Regions from separate parts of the Triticum aestivum genome. Here region 2 is linked to region 1. A link is a contact called in public Hi-C data. All regions are on one chromosome and are shown on one strand. The core of a region is the stretch at or near the end of the contact, and the rest is flanking DNA. Distances in the headings are between cores, read along the strand shown.

What was found. A called contact is a pair of places that touch in the nucleus more often than the background predicts.
Region 2: a contact with region 1 is called in a Hi-C map of leaf, with 2.3 times the contacts expected there. The contact joins the promoter of LOC123098115 here to the promoter of LOC123098113 in region 1. A contact is called at or near these places in 3 of 5 Hi-C or Micro-C datasets (all in leaf).

What each region holds. Positions count from the first base shown.
Region 1 is chr4D:390,227,551-390,233,587 of IWGSC CS RefSeq v2.1, reverse strand. It overlaps LOC123098113 (protein TITANIA), which reads left to right and starts at 2,053. Exons shown (of 2, transcript XM_044520002.1): 1 at 2,053-3,824; 2 at 4,681-5,660. The coding sequence starts at 2,186. The coding sequence ends at 5,426.
Region 2 is chr4D:390,555,422-390,561,141 of IWGSC CS RefSeq v2.1, reverse strand. It overlaps LOC123098115 (RNA demethylase ALKBH10B), which reads left to right and starts at 4,292. Exons shown (of 8, transcript XM_044520006.1): 1 at 4,292-5,025. The coding sequence starts at 4,524.

The DNA of each region.
Region 1 (6,037 bases), core at 804-3,303:
CTATCACAATGGCGAAAAGCGAAGCGAGAACAAGGGATCAAAGATGCATACCTTTCGGCCATTTCATCGAACACCTCGCCTGCGGTGGAAGCAATGCCGTTGAACAGCATCGTCGGGGAACATCTCGCCGGGGCGGAGGGAGTGGACGAAGGCGCCGGCCTTTTCATAGGAACCTTCTTCCGCTTCACGCCCGAAACCTTGCTCACCTTCTCCGCCGGCGCCCGGGCAGATCGTGCGGCGGCGGCGGCGGCGGCGGCGCCCGGCGCGTGTGCCTTTCCGGCGGGGTCAACCGGATTGCCGCCCTGCACGACAACGTTGCCCTGCCGCTTGTGGGCAGGCGCGTTGGTGCCTTGGGCGACCGCGGGGGCGACATGGCCGGCGACGAGATCCGCCGGAGGGGTTTGCGCGTGCGCGACCTCCACAGTGACGGGGGACGGTTGGGAGGCTTCCATGGCGGCGAAGAATGGTGGGGAAGATGGACCGGAGCGCGCGGTGACGGGGCAATGGCGGCCGAGGAGCGGGAACGGCCGCGCGGAAATTTCCCTCGCGCCAAATCTCGCTGCGGATAGGAGGCGAGCTCGGGTCGGCCTCCCACCCCGTGAATCTAAAGGTTAAGGGTGAACTTTTGCCGCGCCACGCAAAAACTTTTACGGATCGGACGCATTTGCGGGGCCTGGTCAGGCAGAATTTTCCGTGTCGATCTGTATTTTAGCGGTTATTTTGCGAGTCGCGGCGTTATACAGGTTTAGACAATCTCGGCATGAAGCTCGGTCGACAGAACCCCCAGACGAGGCTGGGCTGACTGCCACGGGCCTGCGGCGTAGGGGACGGGGATGCAGCACAGCTTGATTTGAACGCGTAGGATCGACAGAGAAAATGGTGTATAAAAAAACAGATGTCCGGCCGGTCAACGGGTGGCAACCGGCGAGGATTCATAAAACAGCCTATGTTTTTCGACGTAATTTATCACCTGAGTTAGCTGGGCGGCTGGCGGCGTGGGGGTTGACATAGAAACCAAGCACACCCTGTTAGCCCAATTGACAATTGAATGCCGTTTGGAATTCGTCTGACCAAGCAGTGGGCATGTGCCATCTCAAGTTCTCAACCACTGCATTTCATTTCTCGTCGTGCAAGTCTTTAAGATCATTTTTCAGATCAAATGCAGACCAGTTCAGGCTGGATGGCATTATATATGAGGGACCGTATCGACATGGAAGCAATGGGGCATTATGGTAGAGATCAAGTTATTGGCATTGCGTCGTTGCCGCACTTAACAATGGACGGATGGATAGACAGCTAGCTAGGCCGTCGCACTGACTGGCGTGAGATAAGCTAAGAAATTCTCCCACCGAGGGTGCTCCACCTCCACTGCTGATTGCTGCCGCGTCGGCAGTCCACCGAGACCAAACGGCCCACACTTTCTTTCTACCCGCTCGCACCGAGCCGGTTTTTTTTCTTCTTGCGAACGGAAATGAGCCGATGGTTGCTTTGCCCTGCACGTGAGTGGAGATGGTCCGATCGTCTTTCCGAGAGAAACACGGGATCGATCGATCGTTCGTCGTCGCTGTCCGAAATCACATGATGCAGTTTGACCCCCTCTTGTCGCCTGCGTGCCAAACGGGTTTGCATCTCACGACTGACGTGCCGCTTTTTTTACGCGACTGCATCTACTCCCCCACTTTCACGCACGAGCAATGACGGCGGTAGTGAAGACAGTTCGTAAATATCTCCGCGTTTCAAATAGTCAGAGAGAGACAGTGCGACTTGTGCTGGCGCAACCGTCCGTTTTCTCACATGGGAAGACGGGCAAACGGCCAAAAGCTTCACGCGTCCGTAGCTCCGGCAAGGCGACGCTGCTTTGAACGTCACGGGCGCCAGCCAGCCACCGGGAGCGCAAGGAAGCTCCTCTGCTGCGACGAGACATTCATTCCCCCCTTCCACTAGCCCCCAGTCTTCTCATCTCATCATCTCACGGGAGAGAGAGAAAAGAAAAAGTAAACAAGGCCTCGGGACAGACCAAAAGCAACAGGTTAAAAAATAGTTGCGCTCACAGTTTCCTCCCACCCCCCGCCGTCCCGTCCTTCCGCCCCATTTCCGCGTCTCGGCGTGCGGAAGTCAACCCCAACCCACCCCCGTCCGAGCGCCCCGCAGCAGCCCGCAGGAAATCGCCGCGAATCCGGCGGCCATGTTCGGCGACTCCGACGGATCCAAGGACCCCGGCGCCGCGCCGCCGCCCGCCGACCAGCCCTTCCCCAACCGCGAGCTCACCCTCAGCAGCTACCTCTGCGACAAGCCCACCCTCGCATCCGCCGCCGCCGCCGAGGCCGCTGCTTCCGCGGCCGCAGCGGCAGCGGCGCCGGGGCCCTCCTCCCCTCCCAACCCCAACCCCGCCGCCGACGCCGCGGCCGACGCCGCCAACGCCAAGCTCTGCGTCGAGCGCGACTTCCTCCATCTCTCCGCGCCCAAGCGCGGCGATCCCCCCGGGGACGATTCCTCCGTGGTCGGCGGGAAGAAGCCCCGCCTCGACTCCCTCCAGCTCTCGCTCTCCCTCCCGTCCGACGGGCCCGGGCAGGGGCAGGCGCAGGCGCAGCAGCAGCAGCACCTCCCGTCGGTCCCCGCCGCCGATGGAGATCTCCGGGCAGCGTCGGCCGGCGCCGCCGCCGCGCCGCCCCCCAGGCGGACCTACAGCGCCACCACGGGCCGCACCCGGAGCATCAACTCCGACGACATGTCCTACTCCTACTCCATGTTCTCGCACAACCCCAGCTGCTCCCTCACGCACAACTCCACCGACATCTACGCCGCCGGGGAGGGCACCAACGGCTCCGTGCACAGCAGATTCAATTTCCGCCCCATGGGGGACGGCAGCGTCGCCTTCGCCACGCCGCCGATGAAGGAGGGCACCTCCGCCTTCTTCCCCACTGAGCTCCCCGCCAAGATGGCGGCGGCCAGCGCGGGTGGCAGCTTTGACGGCGGCCGCGGCGGGCATACGTCGCGGCCTGATAGGATCCTGCGGGACATCGTGTCGGACTCTGTGTCGGCCATGGCGCATGTGCTGCAGGAGTTCCCCAGCGAGTCTCTGGAGGTGCTGCGGGCGGCGGTGCGGAGCATGGTTGATGCTCCGGAGAAGAGGGACGAGCTGGCCAGCCTGCAGCGGAGGCTGGAGCGCAGGTCGGACCTGACGGCCGAGGCACTGGCGCGGGCCAACAGGACGCAGTTGGAGATCCTGGTGGCCATCAAGACTGGTTCGGCCGCGTTTGTCACCGGCAAGGGCCGCGTACCAAGCAGCGAGCTCGTGGAGATGTTCCTCATGACACGGTGCCGCAACCTCAACTGCAAGAGCATGCTGCCTGTGGACGATTGCGAGTGTAAGATTTGCTCCAGCAACAAAGGGTTCTGTGGCGCATGTATGTGCCCGGTGTGCCACAAGTTTGACTGTGCTGCAAATACCTGCAGCTGGGTCGGTTGTGACGTTTGCGGCCATTGGTGCCATGCTGCGTGCGGTCTGGAGAGGAACTTGATCAGACCAGGCCCGACACTCAAGGGGCCGATAGGGACGACTGAGATGCAGTTCCAGTGTCTTGGTTGCAGCCATTCTTCTGAGATGTTTGGATTTGTTAAGGAGGTGTTCAATTGCTGCGCAGAGAACTGGAATGCTGAGACGCTGATGAAAGAGCTAGATGTTGTCAGGAAGATATTTGCTGCTAGTGATGATTTTGAGGGAAAGGGGCTTCATGCCAAGGCTGAAGAGGTCCTCAGCATGCTTTCAAAGAAAGTTATCTCCCTGCCGGATGCATTGAACAACATGCTGCAATTCTTCAAATGTGAGATCTCTTTACTTTACATTCTAATAAAGCACCATGTTACAAACTTGAGTTCTCTAAATGAATTATTACTTGCTTTATTATTTGTTTTAGCATGATCATGTCGCATCTGCATACACTTTCCATGTGGGTCCCCCCTTTAAACTGCTGGGAAATACGATCATTATGTATATTTTGTGCTACACACCATCTCTGTCAGTCATGTTAGGTATTCACAGTTTCTTCTGTTTGACCCATATTCGGGGAATCCATTTGCTGTGACACTACAACTATGGCATTGCTCAGTCATGTTTAGGTGTTCACAATTTGTTTCCGGTTGTCACATATTTGGGAATCCTTTTGTTGTGCGGCACTACAACTCACCACTTTGCCATAAGGATGTATGCATGGCCACATCATCGGTACATTTGTAGATATGCACAATGAACTTCCAGTCATATAGCACTGCAATAAGGGCAAAGCTGGATAGTGTTTTGGCTGAGTGACTTTGATTCAATTGAGTTCGAAAGGAAAAAAAATGATTATAGCATTAAGCCAATGGCTCTAAATGAACGAGTTAACCTTGAATGTCTTTTTTTTGCCAACAGTAGCTTTCTTGAACTCTGTTGGAAAACATATTGCTCCTACTGAACCATGAACAGTTAAGGGTTCCAAAATGTGATGTTGGGCATGATGTAAGAATCAAAATGCATATTCTGTTGAGACTAAATCTATTATAATACTCCCACCTCTCCAAATACAACGAAAATCTGGTGTCATTATATATGTTCTTTTAGAGCAATGGAAAATAATTCCGACATAGTTTTATAGAATTTCTCAGGCACCACAGCTCTAATTAATCTTTATGTTTTCACAGATGGCGTTACCGACTGCTCTGTCACTGGCAGCAAGTCCAAAGGCATATTGGCAGCAAATCAGGCGAGCCAATCTACGATTCCCCTTCTATCTCCGGCCATCAGTCCACCCAAATCCTTCAATTTCAATGCCAGCACCTCCATTCTCGACTCACAGATTGATGCGCTCAAGACCAGCCCAAAGTCCCTCTCTATTGAACCCTGTTTTGGCTCCAGCTCAAACCCATTGGCTATTGAACCCCGTTTTGGCGCCAGCCCGAAGCCGCTGTCCGTCGATTCCCGTTTCGGCGCCAGCCCGAAGCCGCTGTCCGTCGATTCCCGTTTCGGTGCCAGCCCAAAGCCGCTGTCCATTGATTCCCATTTCGGCGCCAGCCCGAAGCCGCTCTCTATCGAGCCCCATTTCAGCACCACCTCAAAGGACGACGAAGCCTCCACCCTCGAGACCGTCGTCAAGTGCAAGGAAGCCGAAGCAAAACTGTTCCAGAAGCTGGCTGACGATGCCCGGAAGGAGGTGGAGAACTACCGGCAGATGGTCCGCAACAGAATCCAGAGCATGGAGGAGGAGTACGCGTCGAAGGTGGCGAAGCTGTGCTTCCAGGAGGCAGAGGAGAAGAGGAGGAAGAAGATGGAGGAGCTCAAGACGCTGGAGAACTCGCACTACGACTACCACAAGATGAAGCTGCGGATGCAGACCGAGATCCAGGGCCTGCTCGAGCGGATGGAGGCCACAAAGAAGATGTGGGTGTAGAGAGGAAACCCGGTAAAAAAACAAAAAATCACCGCCTGCTGCTCCTGAATGCCTGGAGATGCGTTGCTGTTGTTGTCCATTAGAGTGGAATGGTTTCTAAACCAAAGCTGTTGTGTTCCATCTGTAATTTGCTCTTTTTTACTACCCGTTGTTAACCGTTGTTATAAGCGGAGGAGGCCTAACCTTGCGCCGGCGGATATAACTTGACAGCATTTTCAGTTCGTTGCTTGCTCATTGCCTGATGGTGTGCAGAGTGCAGTCGTTGGGTCATGACCTGTGCATTTCGCCCCATGCCATGTTATGCTATGCTATAATTGGCATCGTCGTCATGGGAATATTTCAACTTCCCAGCTTGTCATTTTCTCCTCTCTTTTTCGATGTTTTTTCACTGTTGGTGTGCGCGTTGTGATCCCGCGTGGATTTTCTTGTTCGGTTGTTGGCCCTGATCCTGGCCACAGCTACAGGCTGCAACTCCTGTTAGCACATCATGGTCCGACAGCAGCAGCGATGGCCTCGACCCCGACCCGTCGCTCACCGTTGTACTACTCCGGCTCCGCCGCCGAGAGCGACGGCGCGGGAGGCGTGTCGACGCCGCACTGGCCGGGACGGGA
Region 2 (5,720 bases), core at 3,043-5,542, 330 kb before region 1:
TGGCAAGTAGATGGTATAAAAATTGTGATAGATTGATAAATGCAAATAAAAGCAAATAAAATTCAGCGAGGTATTTTTGTATTTTTGGATTAATAGATCTGAAAATAAAAGCAAATAAAAATAGTTCGCAAAGGCAAATATAATAAAGAAGAGACTCGAGGGCCGTAAGTTTCACTAGTGGCTTCTCTCGAGAAAAATAGCATACGGTGGATAAAGAAATTACTGTTGGGCAATTGATAGAACTTCAAATAACCATGACGATATCCAGGCAATGATCATTATATAGGCATCACGTCCAAGATTAGTTGACCAACTCCTGCCTGCATCTACTACTATTAGTCCACACATCGACCGCTATCCAGCATGCATCTAATGTATTAAGTTCATGGAGAAATGGAGTAATGCAATAAGAATGATGACATGATGTAGACAAGATCTATTTATGTAGAAATAGACCCCATCTTGTTATCCTTAATAGCAACGATACATACGTGTCGGTTCCCCTTCTGTCACTGGGATCAAACACCGTAAGATCGAACCCATCACAAAGCACCTCTTCCCATGGCAAGAAAAATCGATCTAGTTGGCCTAACTAAATCAAAGATTCAAAGAAGAAATACGAGGCTATAAGTAATCATGCATAAAAGAGATCAAGAAGACTCAAATAACTTTCATGGATAAAAACATAGATCTGATCATAAACTCAAAGTTCATCGGATCCCAACAAACACATCGCGAAAAGAGTTACATCAAATAGATCTTCAAGAGACCATTGTATAAAGAATCAAAAGAGAGAGAGGAAGCCATCTAGCTACTAACTACGGACCCGTAGGTCTACAACGAACTACTCACGCATCATTGGAGAGGCGCCAATGAGGATGATATACCCCTCCGCGATGGTGTCTAGATTGGATCTGGTGGTTCTGGAACTTGCGGCGGCTGGAATTGATATTCGCCGACTCTCCTAGGGTTTTTGGAATATTGGGGTATTTATAGAGCAAAGAGGCGGTGCGGGAGGCCACGGAGGTGTGCACAACCCACTTGGGCGCGCCCAGGTGGGTTATGCTCCCCTCGGAGCTCCCCTCAGGTACTTTCTTGGCCCAACAGGTGTCTTCTGGTCCAAAAAAATCCAAAAAAAGTTTCGCTGCATTTGGACTCCGTTTGATATTGATTTCCTGCGATGTGAAAAACTAGTAGAAAACATCAACTGGCACTGGGCACTATGTCAATAGGTTAGTCCCAAAAAAGATATAAAAAGATTATAAAGAATGATAATATAACAGCATGGAACAATGAAAAAATAGATATGTTGGAGACGTATCAGTTTCTCCTACTGGATTGATACCTTAGTTCTTAACCGAGGAAAATATTTATCTCTACCTTACTGCATCACCCTTTCCTCTTTAAGGGAAAAACCAACGCAAGCTCAAAAAGTAGCAGAGAGCAAATGACTCACCTGGTAAGGTCCGGGGGATTTTGTGGTGGGTCCTGTCTGTTGGATCCAACGTGGCGAACAAGCCTGGGTGCGTCCGCGTGTCCTCATATCCGCAGCAGATATGGGGGTGCCGATCAGCCTAGATGTACATGTTGGTTTGAGAAGCCCGACTGGGTCACGATTTCATGGCTGGTCACTAACCCGTTCGCCGGGACAGATAGATGGTGTTTGAGGATGCTATAGATGCTCTAAGACCCACCAAAACCTTAGGGCATCTCCAGCGCTCACCCACAAACCGAACACCGCATCCGCCCGTGGACAGGGGGAACAAATTTGATGCATATTTAAACAGAATTGGACAAATTTCATTGAAACTTGAATATTTTTTAAAAATAAACCGGGTGGTTTTCGACATATTTGCACTAGACTGGACTAACTTAGCCTGAAATGACCACTGGCGCCTGTTCCCCATCTCGGGCCAGCCATGAGCCCCGAAAAATGAAGCTCCGCCTCCACCGCCGCCTCCACCGTTTTGCCAGAAGCTAATCGGCCAATGATGTTGAGCCCGCCAAGCTTGGCTTCAGCGGGAGCGAAAGAGCGGTGGCCTTCCTGGGACCCAAGCGCCGGCCACCTTCCATGCTCTACTCTTCCTCACTGTCTCCGGCGCCCACGGACGTGCCAGCTTCGTGGTCGTGGCGGAGCTGGCGATGTCCTCCTTGTCCTTGGACGGGTGCCTTCATCATCAACTCAAATCTCAAACGAGATCATATGCCTCGCTGAACTCCTTGAATGTGTCTTTTAGGTCTGCCTAATGCTTGTGGTACCGCCAGTGGTCGCGACGGGTTTTGCGGGCGGTGCGATAGGAGTCGAAACGCCTCCCACTCGACCACAGCCACATCCGACGCGATGGCCGTGCAGGCGGCGAGTAGCTCCTCCGCGCGCCAGTGCTCGTCGAGGAGGCGGAGGTTGTAGGCATGGTCGGCCTGCACTCGCTGGAACGCGGCCTCCCGCCCCTCCAGCACCATGTCCGTGTAGTGGGCACATGCCTCGACCTCACCCATGGTGATGCCGGCATGGACCGACGAGGAGGGTGGCGCTGGCTCGTCCTCGGCCGCATCCTCCGCTAGGACGTACGCAACGCCAGCCTCTGTTTGCCTGCTGGCCTACGAGCCGACTATAGTTGCGGCGATCTCCTTTTACTGTTCGGACGAGAGACTGTCACACACGGCTTTGGAGCTCGAGGAGGCCATGGCGAGTGTGGTGCAGAGAGGAGAAAGGGAATGGATGATGATGGATGTGGCTATGATCGAGCCCGCGGTTCATATAGCGCCGGGGGGGGGGGGGCAGGGCAACTGGCGACGTGATTAATGATGGGCAGACGGACGGATAAGTGACGTTGGCTTGCCGTTTATCGGCAACCACACACATGTTTAATGTAGGCAGACGGAGAGACATGCCGCCGTTGAACGCGGGCCGGCCGCATGCACCGTGAAGTGGCAAGGGCGGCGCTCCAGGCCGGCGTGCCGTTCCAGTGTCAGAGCGTTGTGAGAGGTCGTGTCGTTCTGAGCCAGCATGAATGCTACACTGGTGCTTAGGAGCGGCGTTGATCTTTTCGGGTGGAAACACGTGCGGGCGATGGAGGAGTTTCTGGGGCAGGCAGGTTAGTCAAACACGGTCGTGGCGGCGGGTCTCCGTTTTGTGGGGAAAACACGGCGGCACGCACCTGGCAGTCACACACTTGACTCGTAGCACTACCGAGCTCAGCTCCCGTTCGACACGGACCGAAGACCATTCCTTGCATCTTCCTCAACAAACAGGGTAGTAGTAAGATTGTCATACAAGGAACCTCACGCTTTCCGCAGCAATAACGTAATCTAGTGGCGAACATGTCTCGGTGCGGCCACCTTCGCACCCTCGCCGCCAAGCCGATCCCCTCGTGCTTGTCTTCTCTCCACACCACACCACAACATAGCCACGGTCACGCGGACGAGAAAATCAAACCATTTTTACGAAAAGCACACGGCGCCATACCCTGCCGGCCTAGGATCGCCCGCTCACCAAACCGAGCGGCCCCCGCCCCAACGCGCAATCAGCGTTAACTAATCTCCTTCCCTCGCGCCGCGCCGTGCCGTGCCGTGCCGGTCACGGTCACGGTGGGGGTGGACAGGAGTACAAGTACAGTACAGTACGGCGTTGGCGTGGGAGCCAACGTCGTATCGTATAGTATGCCTACGATTACCAACACTCGGTCAACACGGGATTTTCTCCAGCTGAACCGAACGACCGACCGAACGAACTCACTCTTTGAACGAGCCGTGCCGGAGAGACCAAGCCAGCCAAATGTGGCTGACGCAGGGCCCGACGTGAGCGAGCCGGGGGCGGTTCGTCCTCCATGACGGGTGGGCCGCCGACGCCGTGGTAGCGTAAAGCGCCCACGAGACCAGACGAGAGAGGTACGCCGTCCCGTCCCGCGGCGTGCCAACGGCCCCATCCGTCAACAACCCGCATTAAAGCGTGGGCCCGCGCAGCTGACACCCACTTACCGGTGGGCCGTGAAGGAAAAAAAATTAGCGCCGTTGTTACTACCACTACCCACCTGGCCAAACGGTCTTCTTTGCCCGTAACCGCACGACTGTGTCCGTTCCGTCTTTCACTGCCACCGGTCAAATCCCGAATCTCAAAGCCCGCAAAACCCCACACGAGCGCCCGCGTACGCCCACCCCCACGTCCAAGCCCCACACGCCGACATGCGGGTCCCGGGCCGACGCGTCGGCCCATCGGGGCCGTACGATGGTTAGGTTTTGCACCCGTCGAGCCGTCCACCGCTCCGCCTGGCATTTCGGGAATCTCCGCTCCCCCAGATCCGCCTCCGCTTCACATATCGCGGCCTCCTCCTCCTCCTCCCCTTCACACTAGCAGACACTGCCGCTAGCCTCCGTCCCTCCCCCGTCTCTCCTCCTCGTCGCAGAGCTGCCACCGGGCCGGGCGAAATAAACCATTGGAACAAGGGGAAAAAACTTGCCAAAACCCTAGATCTCCCGCTCGCATTGCCCTTCTATGACCCTCGGCCCCCACTGAGGGCACGGCCATGGCCTCCGCGGCCGTCATCCCCTCCCCCGCCGGCGGCGCCGTGCCCGTGCACGGGGCCGCCGAGCCCGCCGGCTGGCTCATGGACGAGCGCGACGGCTTCATCTCCTGGCTGCGGGGCGAGTTCGCCGCCGCCAACGCCATCATCGACCTCCTCGTCGTGCACCTCCGCGCCGTCGGCGACCCGGGCGAGTACGACCACGTCTTCGCCGCCGTGCAGCAGCGCCGCCACCACTGGGCGCCCGTCATCCACATGCAGCAGTTCTTCCCCGTCGCCGACGTCGCCTACGCGCTGCAGCAGTCCGGCTGGCGCCGCCGCCTGCCGCCCCCGCAGCAGCACGGCCCCGTCGTCTCGCCGGCCCCGCCGCCGCCTCCTCCGCGCCGCCCGTCCTTCGCGCCCTCCCACAACCACTCCCACTCCCACCACCGCCACGCCGCGCACCATCGCTACGATCCGCCGCGTGGTGCAGGCAACGTCCCGCCTGCCGGATCCGATAAAGATGGTGAGGCGTCTTCTCTTCGTTTCTCTGTTTGTTTGGTACACCTGCTAGTGTCGTCTGTTGTTACAAAGGACGGCGCCTTTTCTCGTCTTTTGTTTTGTTGGGTCCTAAAATGGTTCGATCCATGAAATGGGTTTCTGGTGTCGAGACACCTGCTTGCTAATTGGATGAATAGAGGTGTGATATCGGGTATGCATAGAGTAAAATCTTCCTCTTCCCTCCAGGTGAGGGTGTCTGCCGTCAAAATTCCTGTCCCGATTGGTAAAGTGCAGTTACTCCTTTGTATTTTTTTATTTCTTTAGTATAAAGTTGGGTCATCTATTTTGGAACGGAGGGAGTATATAAGTATTCAGGTCCTAAAAGGGCGCCTTTTGCCTTCTGTCTTGTGTAGCTCTATACACAAATTTCTAATTGGGGAGGTCCTAACCTACTGGATAAAGTTGTCCAAATGTAGCTTTTCTGTGCAAAGATATCTATGTGTAGGGTAGGTACGTGTAAGATCAATTTGAGTTGCTTCAGGCTGAAACATTTTCCTTTTTAGCATTCCGCGTTTCTGTTTGTTCAATAGCTGAATGAATCAATGCGATGGCTATTACTTACGGCAGAAGATATGGCGCAACGTCCTAGGGCATGATTCCCACCCAAGCGGTCTGATTATGCCATGCAGTTACTCCTGTCTATTTCTTTTTTGCTTTCTT